Linked DNA regions of Mus musculus: regions 2 and 3 are each linked to region 1. Evidence: chromatin contacts called from public Hi-C and HiCAR-type data. All regions are on one chromosome and are shown on one strand. The core of a region is the stretch at or near the end of the contact, and the rest is flanking DNA. Distances in the headings are between cores, read along the strand shown.

Region 1 (4,215 bases), core at 199-2,698:
GGGCATCCACGGAGATGACTGTAGTCAGGTCTGGGAGTCTCTCACTCTTCAAGGCCCCTGGCTGAGCCTTTTCCAGCTCAGGACAGACCTGCTTCAGGATGTCGTAGTACTGCTGGGTCTTGAATTGTTTGGGAAACACAATACCTTTGCAGCCTACCTTTCTGAGGACATATTCCAGTTCTGAGGACTGGTAGGCTGGGTTCACAGACACCAGGATGATGCCTGCCTGGGCAGTAGCCAGCTGAATAAGTACCCAGGCATAGGAGTTGGGTCCCTGCATGCCCAGCCGGTCACCCTTGCGGAGGCCAATGCTCAGAAGACCAGAAGCAGCTTTGTCCACCTCCTCCTTGAGCTGCGCAAAGTTCAGCCTGATGTTTTCATGGAGGATAACCAAAGCCTCTCTGTCGGGGAACCTCTGCGCTGTGGCGTCAAGGCACTCGCCCACAGTTGTGTTCACAAGATGGGAGTCGGTGTGGCCCTGAATGTAGCTGAGGCCTCCAATGGGCAAGGGGTTGGTGCAGTTCACCATTCCAGAACTGAGAGCGCGGACACTCTGCAACTTCGAGTTCGGCCGAGGGCGAGTGAGCAGCGTCCGGGGGCCCCGCGCCCCCAGGCTCGCGATACACAGCCTCCCGAAGCGCAGCATCCCGTGATAGACAGCCATGGCTCGCTTCCGCCGCGGGTCTGGGCCAGGAGTAAAACTCCACAAGAGTTTTTTTATTTTCCAATTCTAAAGACTGTAATGAGAGAGTCTTTTAGAGGCTAAGAGGCTTTGTTGATTAAAATGATGTAATAGTAATAATAATAATAATAATAATAATAATAATAATAATAATAAATTAAACCATGCAGATGGCTCAGAGGGTAAAGACACAAACGTGACAATTTGGTTCAATCTCTGGGACCCAGAAAGTAAAAGTAGACAACTAACTTCCTCAAGTTGTGTTCTGACAACGTTGTGGCACGGCCCTCCAACCAATCAATCAATCAACTAATCATCAATCAACCAATGAGCCAATTGTTCAATCAATGTAATAAATTTAAAAAGAAATATAAAGTGCACATGTGGAATGAAATACCAATAACGTTAGTTAGTTCGTTAGCTAGCTGGTTAGTTAGTTAAAACAGTACTGCTTGTATGGTTGCTCATTTCGATTATCCAAGCCTGTCTCTGGAGACTGAGGCAGGCGAGTTAGAGAGCAGCTCTAAACTACACACTAAACTACAAATCCCTTCATTCTTTGTGGCATTGAGGCGCCACGTACCCTGAAGGATGCGGAAGTCTTGTTCGCATGCCCAATCGTACCTCGACGCTTGTGAAACGACGGCAAGATGGCCAATCCCGAAGCAGCGTACCCTGCGGAGTCCCGCCTCCGCGTTGCGCTGACGGGTCGCGGGCGGATACGCGGCCTTCTGAACCTTCCCTGCCTCCCTGCTCCCGGCCTCCAGTCTTCAGCTCGGCCATGGCTCCCAAAGGCGGCTCCAAGCAGCAGTCCGAGGAGGACCTGCTCCTTCAGGATTTCAGCCGCAACCTGTCGGCCAAATCGTCGGCGCTGTTCTTCGGGAACGCGTTCATCGTGTCTGCCATCCCCATCTGTGAGCTTCGGGCGGGCGGCGGTGGCGGCGGGGACGTGGCGGGCGCGGCGGGGAGGCCTAGTGTCCGGAGCAGCGTCCTCGGGAAGTCACTCGCGGCGTGCTTCTGAGCCGGGCGCGGGTTCTGGCCCGGAATCTCTTTTTGGTACACTGCCCTTCTCCTCACCACTGTTGGACACTAGGATGTCTTTAATGAACCGGGCGGGGGAGCCACTGATAAACCTTCACTGAATTAGCAGCGTGACCCGTGGCAAACCTCCCCTTACTCCCGAGCATCCTTTGGACGTGCAGAATGCCAAGTTAGGCCTTGCCCGAGGTCCGCGATCAGCCTTGTTTAGGATTTCAATAACTCCTAGAGAGCAGCTCGAGCCTTCTCGATTGAATGAGAAACTGCCCACTTGAAGGCCAAAACTGTCTCCAAGTCCAGGTTTTCCGAGTTTCCTGTCTCCTGACCCGCACTGCCGCAGTGCTGCAGGCCAATCATGTCCAAAAAAAGTTCTTTGTTATTTTGGCCTTGTAAAAAGCTCAGCTTGCAGTGAATGTGGTGTGGAGCCCCCTGGGTTCACTGGCCCGACAAAGCATTGTTTGGATTTCAGTGAGCAGCCACGTCAGCAAGTTAACCAAAGTTTTGGGACAGCGGTTGATTTAAAATGGCCCGTGTTTTAACTTCCTAGTATTCCATGAGTGAAATTGTTATTATTTGTAATCCCCACTCCCAGTTTGTTCTCAAGTTAGAAGATGAAATTTCTAGACTAGCAATATCCCCACAGCCTACCTTTCTGTACTGGGAAAGCCCTGAACTGGGACAAACCCAGTTTATTGTCTATCTCACCTCTAGTGAAGTTTTTCGGATACTGGGTGGGATTTACTGACTCTCATTTACCTGGCTTAGCTGTAGTCTGGCATGTGCAATGGGGCAGTGATGTTGTGTGTCCCTTGCTTTTGTCTTATCTCAGGGTTGTATTGGAGAATATGGCATATGGATCTCATCCAGTCTGCTGTGCTCTACAGTGTGATGACCTTAGTAAGCACTTACTTAGTAGCCTTCGCGTACAAGAATGTAAAATTTGTTCTGAAGCACAAGTAAGTACCCTAAACCCAACCCCAGTCTGCATATTTTATGTTAGGGGGTCTTAAACATGATTTATAAGCATTAGTTTGAAATGTGTATGTAGTTAATCGTGAACCATATGACACTTCTGTGGAAATAGGTTTTGAGGGTGGAGTTTGAATATTCATTCCCAGTCTTCAATTGATGGTTTGGTCAGAAAAACAAGTCTATTAAATCAATGAATGTTTCCGAAACTCAGTGGATTTCTTTCTAGAAATTATTTTAGGCTGCCCATTTACTAATTTTGGAAGCAAAAAATTAAAAATTCTCTGACATTTTCAATGCCAGTTACTTTTTTTTTTTTTTTTTTTAATCTTGTAAGTCTATTCACTGTAGAAGACAACCCTATTTCTTGAATTTCAAGATCACGTATAAGACGAATTATTTTACTAGCTTTAGGAGAAGAAAACCCAAGTTTTTTTTTTTTTTTACACAAAGTTCTTTCTTTTTAAAAAATTTTTATATGAGTATACTATAGCTGTTTTCAGACACACTAGAAGATAGCATTGGATCCCATTACATATATTCTATGAGCCACCATTTGGTGGCTGGGAATGGAACTCAGGACCTCTAGAAGAGCAGTTAGTGTTCTTTAACCACTAAGCCATATCTCCAGCCTGGAAAACCTAAGTTTTACCTCAGTAAATTTTTATGTTTTAAGCACTTGTGTACTCTGCTTTCCTAAAAATAAAACAGGAGGGTGTAGCAGGCTATTCCCTTATTTGTTCAATAGGGCCTTTTAGGTTTTTCTTTGAAGTATTATTATTTTTTTTAAAAATAATTAACTCTTTTACTTTTGAACTGCGCTTGTGTGTTTGTGTCTGTGGTTTGGTGTGTCTCTTGCCTGAGGGGCCAGAAGATAGTGATAGATTTCTGGAACTGGAATTGCACATAGTTCTGAGCCACCTGATAGAGGTGCTGGGAACTGAACTCAGCTCTTCTGCAAGAGCAATGTGTACTCTTAACTATTGAGCCTTCTCTTGAGCTTCTAAAGTAATTTTTTAAAGGCAGTAGGTATTCCGATCTTAAATTTGTCATCTATTTACTGTTTTAAAATTTCTCACAGTATCCACACTTGACTAGAAACTAGTTTTGTTTAGATTGATATAGCAGTCTGCATCTGGTCTCTTGAAACAAAATTTAGAGTGTACTCTGACACACATTGCTTAAAGCTATTTGATGATACTTTTCCTTGCATTGTTTATATTTTATGGGATAAAAAATCACACATGCTCGTGAGGGGCTGGAGTGGTGGCTCATTGGTTAAGCTACTCGATGCTCTTCCAGAGGACTCAGTTTCAATTCTCAGCACCCACATGGTAGCTCACAACTGTCTGTAACTCTAGTTTTAGGGGATCTTATGCCTCCTGGTCTTGGGTACCAGGCATGCCTGTAGTGTACAGATATACAAACAGGCAAAATACATCACCATCATCTTTTTTTTTTTTTTTCCAAGACAGGGTTTCTCTCTGTGTAGTCCTGGCTGTCCTGGAACTCACTTTGAACACCAG
Region 2 (3,912 bases), core at 405-2,904, 400 kb before region 1:
CAATGAAAGGAGGTTTCTCACATCAGGTACTGGGCTGGGGGAGGTTATTAGATTAGACAATCTATGGCTCTTTGGAGGAGTCTTATCATCGCAAGGGGGTGTAACTTTACTTAGCTACATATATACGTATTCACATATATGTATTGTATGTGAGTTTAGGTAAATATAAAACGATGATTCTCTATATGTTTTTCAAGCATCCTAAGCATTATTTATTCCCCTTCCTCTCTACTTCCACTCTCTTAAACCAATATAATTCCTAGCTTCACTCTAAATATTTATCCTTACACCCACAGATAATGTAACTCATACCCCTCAAAAAAGCTTCTCTTGGAAGCAGAAGGAGATCATTACAAAAAACCATAACTAGCCAAAAATACAGACAACAACTGAGTGTGGGTTACCCAGCCACAACTGATACATCCACAACACAACTCCTGTACCGAAGGTACAGATTGTAAGACTGTAAGAGGCAGAGAGCCAGCAAGTCTGCTGTGAGATTGTGCCTTCTAGTTATAGGGAAGCCACACCCGTAAATCTAAACATGGCTGCCTAAATAGAACCTGAACAATTCCAACATTGGTTGACAACCCAGTGTAGATGGGATGTGGGAAGGGCAGGAATCTCATAAAGCCTCACTCCTATATAAAGAGATACAAGCATTTAATAACTGATGAGAGAGGGAGAATTAGTTTCCCTAGGGATAAGTCCCCTAAATCATTATCCACTACCAAGTGCTTACCCTAGAAACATGCATATAGGCAAAGCTGAACAGATTCAGCAAGCAAGATGTATTTATATATTTGTTTTACGCACGCACGCGCACACACACACATACACACACACACGCACACACACACACACACACACACACTCACACACACACACACACACGCACGCACACACACACACACTCACACACACACTCACACACACACACATACACACACACACACACACACACACACACGCACACACTGGTTAAAGAGGAGAAGGCCATGAATTTCAGAGGGAGAGGAGACATAGGATAGGAAGGAGGAAAGGGGGAATGATGTAATTCTAGTTTAAGGTTCTGCAGACTTCAGCAGTTCTCCACAGACTATTTCCTTATATTTTCCCTGTCCTTTCTAATGCCCAAAGCCCATTTTTATGCTTTTAAGTCACCATTCTGAAATGTACAAGAACTTAATTTGTGTTTTTAAAGTGAAATGAGATAGATATGGTGGTTTGAATAAAATGACCCTCATTGGTCCATAGGGAGTGGCACTTAATAGGAGGCATGGCCTTGTCAGAGTGGGTGTAGCCTTGCTGGAGGAAGTATGTCACTGTGGGGCCGGGCTTTGAGGTCTCCTATGCTAAAGTGTGGCACACAGTTTCCTTCCACCTGTGGATCAAGATGTAAAACTCTCAGCTCCTCCCGCAGCACCATGCCTGCTTGCACTCTTTCATGTTTCCTCCATAACAATAATGGACCCCTGAAACTGTAAACCAGCTCAAATGAAATGTTTTCCTTTATTAGAGTTGCTGTGGTCATGGTGCTTCTTCACAGCCATAGAAACCTCACTACGACAAGTTGGCACCAGGAGTGAGGTATTGCTGTGGTAGGCCCAGCCATGCTTTTGTTTGGAGGAATGTGGACTCTGGAACTTTGGACTTTTAGAAATGTAGTTGAACACTAAGTGGGGGTTAAAGGGCGAGCACAGTAGGAACATGGAAGACAGTGGTGCTGAGGGTGAGCTGAACTGCAGGGTCCAGGCTTGAGGTTTCAGAGGAGAAGAAGATTTCTATGTGTTCTATGTGTTCTAAAGACTATTCTTATAATATTTTGGCTAACAATTGTGGCTGCTTTTTGCTTGTTTGAAAAATCTGCCTGAGGCTAAAGTGAAGAGTTTTGTATTAATTCTGTTGGCAGAGGAAATCTCAAAACAACCTAGTATTGATTCTGTTGTGTGCTTTTTAGTGTTCACTCTTATGAATATCTGTAACGAAAAGGAGCATGCTGAACAACGAAAAATACAAAACAGAGAAAAAAGGCACCATAGAAGTAGAATGAAGCTAAATCCTGTGTTCAAGGAGATAAACAGATTAAAGCCTGGCATTAAAGGGAATAAAGGGAGTAGTGACCTTAGGGCAAGATCCTACCCAGTGAGGCTTCCAACTTATGAAAAAGAATTAAAGAATAGGGTGGTGGTATATGCCTTTAGTTCCAATACTCTGGAGACAGAGGCAAGCAGATCTCTGAGTTCAAAGCCAGCTTGTACTACAATAGCCAAGCTTAGGCAGTGGAGTTAACCACTGAAAACAAAACCCAGTGAAGATATAAGCTTTTGAATGAAGAGCTATGTTCCAGCCTCAGTGAACAGCAGAACTTGGCAGCTTAGGCCATGTGGTTCTAGTTTTAGAGTCAAGGACAGAAGGAAGGTGTTATAGAAGTTCCCTCCTCGACTAAGAGAAGCTGCCGAATCCAGGCATGTGTCAGGTGTGCCCCTGCATGGAGGCCTAGAGTGGCCATGGTGTGTAGCTGGGAAGGTGAAGCCTGAAATGCCTTGGAGACCCAATGATGTAAGAGATTCTAGAGACGTGCTACCTGCTGAGGAGAGCTGCTAACAGGGAGTGGAACCAGCCAAAGAGAAAGAAGTGTGTTGCAGTCAACGAGATGAAAGAAGGTGGAGATCTGAAGAGCATGTTGACATCAGATATGGAGATGCGGAGTTTGGAGTTTGCTCAGCTGGTTTTCAGTTTTGTTTTGGTCTAGTATTTCCTCAGTACGCTCCCTTTTGGAAACTGTAGTGTATATCCTGTGCCACTGTATGTTAGAAGTACGTGGTCTGTTTTTCATTTTGACTTTTACAGGGGTTACAGTTAAGAGACTGCATGAGTCTCAGAAGAGACTTTGAACTTCAGACTTTTAAACAGTGCTGATGCTATGATAGACTATGGGGACTTTTGAAGTTGGACTAAATGCATTTCACATTATGACATGGCTACAAGCCTATGGGTACTGGGGAATGGAATGTGGTAGCTGGAGTAAAAACAGCCCACACTCACAGATCCACAGTGAGTGACACTATTAGGAGGTGTGGAGGAAGTGCATCACTAGGGGGTGTGTTTTAAGGCCTCAGAAGCCCAAACCCAGGCTCGGTGGCTGTCACTTCTGCTGCCTGTTGATCCAGATGTAGAACTCTAGCTCCTTCTCCAGTACCATGTCTGCCTGCATGCTGCCATGCTTTCTGCCATGACAAGGATAGACTAAACCCCTGAACTGTAAGCCAGCCTCAATTAAATGTTTTCCTTTATAAGAGTTGCCATGGACATGTGTCTCTTCACAGTGCCATAACACTAACTAAGACAGTAGGTCAACTAAGCATGTGCTAGCGTCTTGGAGCCTCAATTCCAACCTCATCTCAGCCCTTGCCAGCTCCCTACATTATCCGTTTTCACCCACTGCTGCCACGGTCTGCTTCAGGTGGAGCAGGCCTCATACTAGGGAACCAAGCCAGTCAAGAGTCTATTCTTATACTCTGGTAGTGCCATGTCTGAGGGAGTGTGACATTAAATAAAAACAAAATCTACCCTAACAATTTGAGGGGAAGACTGTCACAGGAAAAAACTTTCAGTTTAAACAAAAGGGCCTACATTTTTATTTTGCACTTTGCCCTGAAAGTTATGTAGTAGGCTGGCATGTAGTATGTGCAAGTTAATATTATCTGTATAAAGTAACTTTGATTATATGTAATTAGAGAGGCTAACAAAAAAATCTCTAGCAAACTGGGGAAAATGTAGGCTGTGTCAAGAAGATATCAGAGCTCAAGTGTGCCTTGCTCTTTGCATTGTTTGAACTGAATTCAAGATATTAATTTTTGTCCTCATTAAATATGCATCATAGAATTTTAATAGTAACAACTAAAATAA
Region 3 (4,088 bases), core at 914-3,413, 490 kb before region 1:
CTGAAATAGGAAATTGCGCATGGAGTCACCATTGCCTGTGGTGCTCTGGGGCATCTCAGAGCCAGTTTTGCTTCTGGAATCCCGTGAATTCTGATGTACTTAAATGACTTAAAATTCTGAACTTGTGTGAATTGGAACTCACCCAATCTGTAATGTTAAAGTAGTAAAAAGAAATATTTGTCAAGAATTTTGCTGTCGACTAAGATTGTGTGTACCTTATATCTGCTTGGGTTCTGCGGGCTACACACTGTGTTCTGTATGCCCGGGAGTCAGTTCAAATCCTTGGTTCACTGATTATTAGCTGGGTGACTTTAGTCAGGTTACTTTGTCTCCTGGAATGTTCATTTCCTTGACTTTTCGAAATAGTGTCCTCCAAATTACATAAATAAAACGAGAGCCCATGACTACGAAAGCACAGTACAGGGGTAGAAATGTCTTGGTGCTTTCTGCAATTCCAGATGACCTGAGTTTTGTTCCCAGCACCCATGTCAGGGAGCTAACAACCACATGCAACTTCTGCTTCAGACTATCAGACAATCTCTTCTGGCTTTTATAAGCAGACAGACAGACAGACAGACAGACAGACAGATAGACATGTTATATAAAAATAAATCTTCTGGAGAAAAAAGAAAGATCCAGGATAGAGCAAGGCCAATGTATACTTGTGCCTTTTCCTGTCTCTGTGGGACTCTCTCTCTCTCTCTCTCTCTCTCTCTCTCTCTCTCTCTCTCTCTCTCTCTTTCTTTTTTTTCCGGGGACAGGGATTATCTGTGTAGCCCTGGCTGTCCTGGAACTCACTCTGTAGACCAGGCTGGCCTCGAACTCAGAAATCCACCTGCCTCTGCCTCCCAAGTGCTGGGATTAAAGGCGTGCGCCACCACCACCCAGCAGGATCTTTCTCATAGTTTGGAATGAGCACTAGTTCTGGCTACCCAGTGTTAACATCAATACATTTGCATATGTTGGTTTGCATACCTTTAGAACATAGTAAATAATTATCCAAGAAATAGATGATCAGGACACATACCCTGAGACCAGTGGTGGTGAAAATCTCAAGGAGAGATTTGGATGTGTCTTAGTTAGGGTTACTATTGCTATGATGAGACACCATTATCAAAATCAACTTAGGAGGAAAGTGTTTGTTTCACTATGGTTTGGTATAACAATTCATCATCAAAAGCAGTGAGGACAGGAACTCCAACAAGGGAGAAACCTGGAGGTAGGAGCTGACGCAGGGGTCATGGAGAGGTGCTGTTTACTAACTTGCTCCTCATGGCTTACTCAGCCTGCTTTCTTATAGAAATCAGGACCACCAGCCCTTGGGATGGCCCCACCCACAATGGTCTAGACACACACCACCCATCACTACTTAAGAAAATGCCTTATAGGCTTGCCTACAGCCTATTTTTTTCTTAGTTGAGGTTTTCCTCTTCTCTGATGACTCTAGCTTGTGTCAAGTAGACATACATTAGCCAGCTCAGATGGTCTTCATAATGTTATAAAATCAAAGACTCTAACTTCCAGAGACCTGTGGGTAGTTTCCTTCTGGAAGATCCGTTGCGATTTTCTGTATTATAAAAAGTTGTTTCTAACTACAGGGTAGACCAGCTGGTAACACACTGGCAGCTATCCACTCATTTTGCTGCAAGGCTCCTTTCTAATGCCCTTCCTCAGAAGCATCCTGCTTCCTCAGATCTGGCTCAAGCTTCTGCCGACTTCTGGGTGTCCAGCACAGAGATCTGGCTGTGTTTCTCTTCAACTTTCAGTGCTTGCTGTTTTCCTTCCTGTTTTTCTACCTGTTTAGGTCTTTTGGTCTACAACATGATGCTGGAACAAGACAGGACTTGAGTCCAGTCACATCCTTCACCCCTCTACCCCACCCTCTGTTTTACCTTTTTGTTTTCTGAGATAGCATTTCTCTGTGTAGCTCTGGGTGTCCCGGAACTCACTCTGTAGACCAGGCTGGCCTTGAACTCAGAGAGATCTGACTGCCTTTGCATTTGCCTTCCGAGTGCTGAGTTCAAAGGTGTGAGTCACTATCACTGGCTGTATTTCATATCTTTCAAATGAATCTGTGTTAGTTGCTTTTCCAGTGTGGTGAAGAGACACTGGGACCAAGGAGAGTTACAGAAGAAAGCATTAATGGGAACTTACAGTTTCAGAGGGTGAGTCCATGCTCATCATGGTTGAGCGCATGACAGCAGGGAGGCACAGGGCTAGAGCAGTGTGACACCACCATCCTGACAAAGCAGAATGGGAATGGATATTTATCAATTACACATCTGATATAAGGTTAGTATCTAAAATATTTAAAGAAGAAAAAGGAGAAGGAGGAAGGAGGAGGGGGAGGAGGAAGGAGGAACGGGAGGAGGAAGGAGGAGGAAGAAGAGGAAGAAGGAGGAGAGAGAAGAAGGAGGGGGGAGGGGAGGGGTGGGGAGGGGAGGGGAAGGAGAAGAACCACTACCACCACCCTAGATATCAAGAAAACAAATAACCCAACTTAAAAATGGGGTACAGACTAAGCAAAGGCTTCTCAAAAGATAAAACACAAATGGATGAGAAACAAAGAAATGCCCAACACCCTTAGTCATCAGGGAAATGCAAATCAAAACTACTTCAAGATTTTTATCTTGGCCAGATTGGCCAAGATTAATAAAACAAATGACAGCTCATACTGGCAAGGGTGTGGGGTAAGACGAACACTCACTTGTTGCTGATGGAAGTGTAAACTTATGTGGCTGGGAATAAATATACTTCAAGATCCAACTATAGTACTCTGGGGCATATACCCAAAGAACTCTCCACTCTACTACAGACACTTGTTCATTCACGCTCATTACTGCTCTAGTCATAATAGCATGGAATTAGAAACAGCCTAGATCTGTATCAGTGGGTGAATGTGCAATTAAAAGGTGGTACCTTTATATAATGGAATGTTATTCAGCTGTTAAAAAAATACCAAATTATGTAATTTGTAAGTAAATGGATGGAGCTAGACAAAGATCATCCTGAGTGAGGTAACCCAGACCTCCAAAGACAAATATGATATGTTTAAGAGAATATCTTATGTATGGATGTTAGCATTTAAGCCTTCACTAGATATGCTACTATCAGTACAACCACAGAGATCATAGAGTATATTGTAGGTATATAGTAAACTAGGATGGGGTAGGATCTCCCAAGGAAGAGGAGATGGCATATACAGTTCAAGAGAGGTGGGGGATGGAGACTGAAAGACAATGCATATCTCATTGAACATGGTGAATCAGGTTGGTATCTAACTAGAGCCTTCGCCTGTACTGAATAGTATTCATGGTACTGGAAGGTACTGTGCATGATACCTGAAGAGAGTAAATGCCAATCCAGCTACAAACCCTGCAGTCTACAATGGTGATCTGTCTGCATAATACACTAGGGCACAAAAGTTGTGGGAGTCCCCAACCAGTCTATGATTGGACTTAAGGCCTAGTCCATGAGATGAGACCCATGCCTGACACTGTCAGAGTGGCCAAGAACCTGAGCCTTGATAGGCAATGGACCTAAGGGGAAACCAATTGTTCTGGTAAAGGAACACAGCAATAAAATGATTTCTAATGACTTCTGTTGTACTCATAGATCAGCATCTCACTTAGCCATCATCAGAGAAACTTCCAGGAGATGGGAACCAATACAGAGACCCTTAATTGGACAATGTGCAGAGACATTGGAAGACTTGGTCCTAAATGAGATGTCTTCATCACCCCACCCCCACCCCAGGACTCAGGAAGACTCTAAGAGCTGGAGGGGTGGATGATATCAAGTAAACTGTGTTTTCCAGACACAACAGGACTGACACATAAATGAACTCATCGGGACTGTGGCAGAATGCTTACAGCCTACACAAATCCAAACCAGATGAGATCCCTGCACTAAGATGGGGAGATGGATATGAACTCCCATCCCTGACCAAGAAGTTGTTTCCAATTGACAATTGCTTGCAAAGGAAAAATTAGTGTCTCCAAGGGAGTCTCTGGATATACAAACCACACTTAAGGGCAGGCCCCATGGCCAGGACAAGATGGTCAACACGAAGCAAAGTCAAAGGTACA

The links. Hi-C and Micro-C count contacts between places; a contact is called where the count stands out from the background. HiCAR-type assays count read pairs that join an accessible place to other places.
Region 2: a HiCAR-type map of kidney shows a contact between it and region 1, with 3 times the contacts expected there. The contact joins the enhancer-like site here to the promoter of Ssr3 in region 1. A contact is called at or near these places in 5 of 39 promoter capture datasets (the 3T3-L1 cell line, cranial neural crest, hippocampal neurons and 2 more), 2 of 115 datasets of contacts at active chromatin or transcription factors (embryonic stem cells and kidney) and 1 of 9 other capture datasets (liver).
Region 3: a contact with region 1 is called in a Hi-C map of bone marrow-derived macrophages, with 18 read pairs. The contact joins the enhancer-like site here to the promoter of Ssr3 in region 1. A contact is called at or near these places in 10 of 39 promoter capture datasets (the C10 cell line, cranial neural crest, embryonic stem cells and 6 more), 9 of 484 Hi-C or Micro-C datasets (the C2C12 cell line, bone marrow-derived macrophages, cerebellar granule neurons and 6 more), 8 of 115 datasets of contacts at active chromatin or transcription factors (astrocytes, embryonic basal ganglia, embryonic limb bud and 5 more) and 4 of 9 other capture datasets (embryonic stem cells, liver, macrophages and 1 more).

The regions. Positions count from the first base shown.
Region 1 is chr3:65,389,786-65,394,000 of GRCm38.p6, reverse strand. It overlaps Ssr3 (signal sequence receptor, gamma), which reads left to right and starts at 1,448. Exons shown (of 5, transcript NM_026155.3): 1 at 1,448-1,596; 2 at 2,550-2,676. The coding sequence starts at 1,464. It also overlaps the pseudogene Gm5540.
Region 2 is chr3:65,792,668-65,796,579 of GRCm38.p6, reverse strand. All of the region lies in intron 9 of Lekr1 (leucine, glutamate and lysine rich 1), which reads right to left. Among named protein-coding and RNA genes, the nearest start is that of Gm25755, 23 kb to the right of the region's middle. Within about 2 kb of position 1,654, at least 13 of the 459 cell types and tissues checked have an H3K27ac peak or open chromatin away from gene starts, as enhancers often do. A contact at or near this core is called in kidney and liver, where this site is marked.
Region 3 is chr3:65,880,391-65,884,478 of GRCm38.p6, reverse strand. No RefSeq gene overlaps it. Among named protein-coding and RNA genes, the nearest start is that of Gm35039, 46 kb to the left of the region's middle. Within about 2 kb of position 2,163, at least 4 of the 459 cell types and tissues checked have an H3K27ac peak or open chromatin away from gene starts, as enhancers often do. A contact at or near this core is called in bone marrow-derived macrophages, where this site is marked.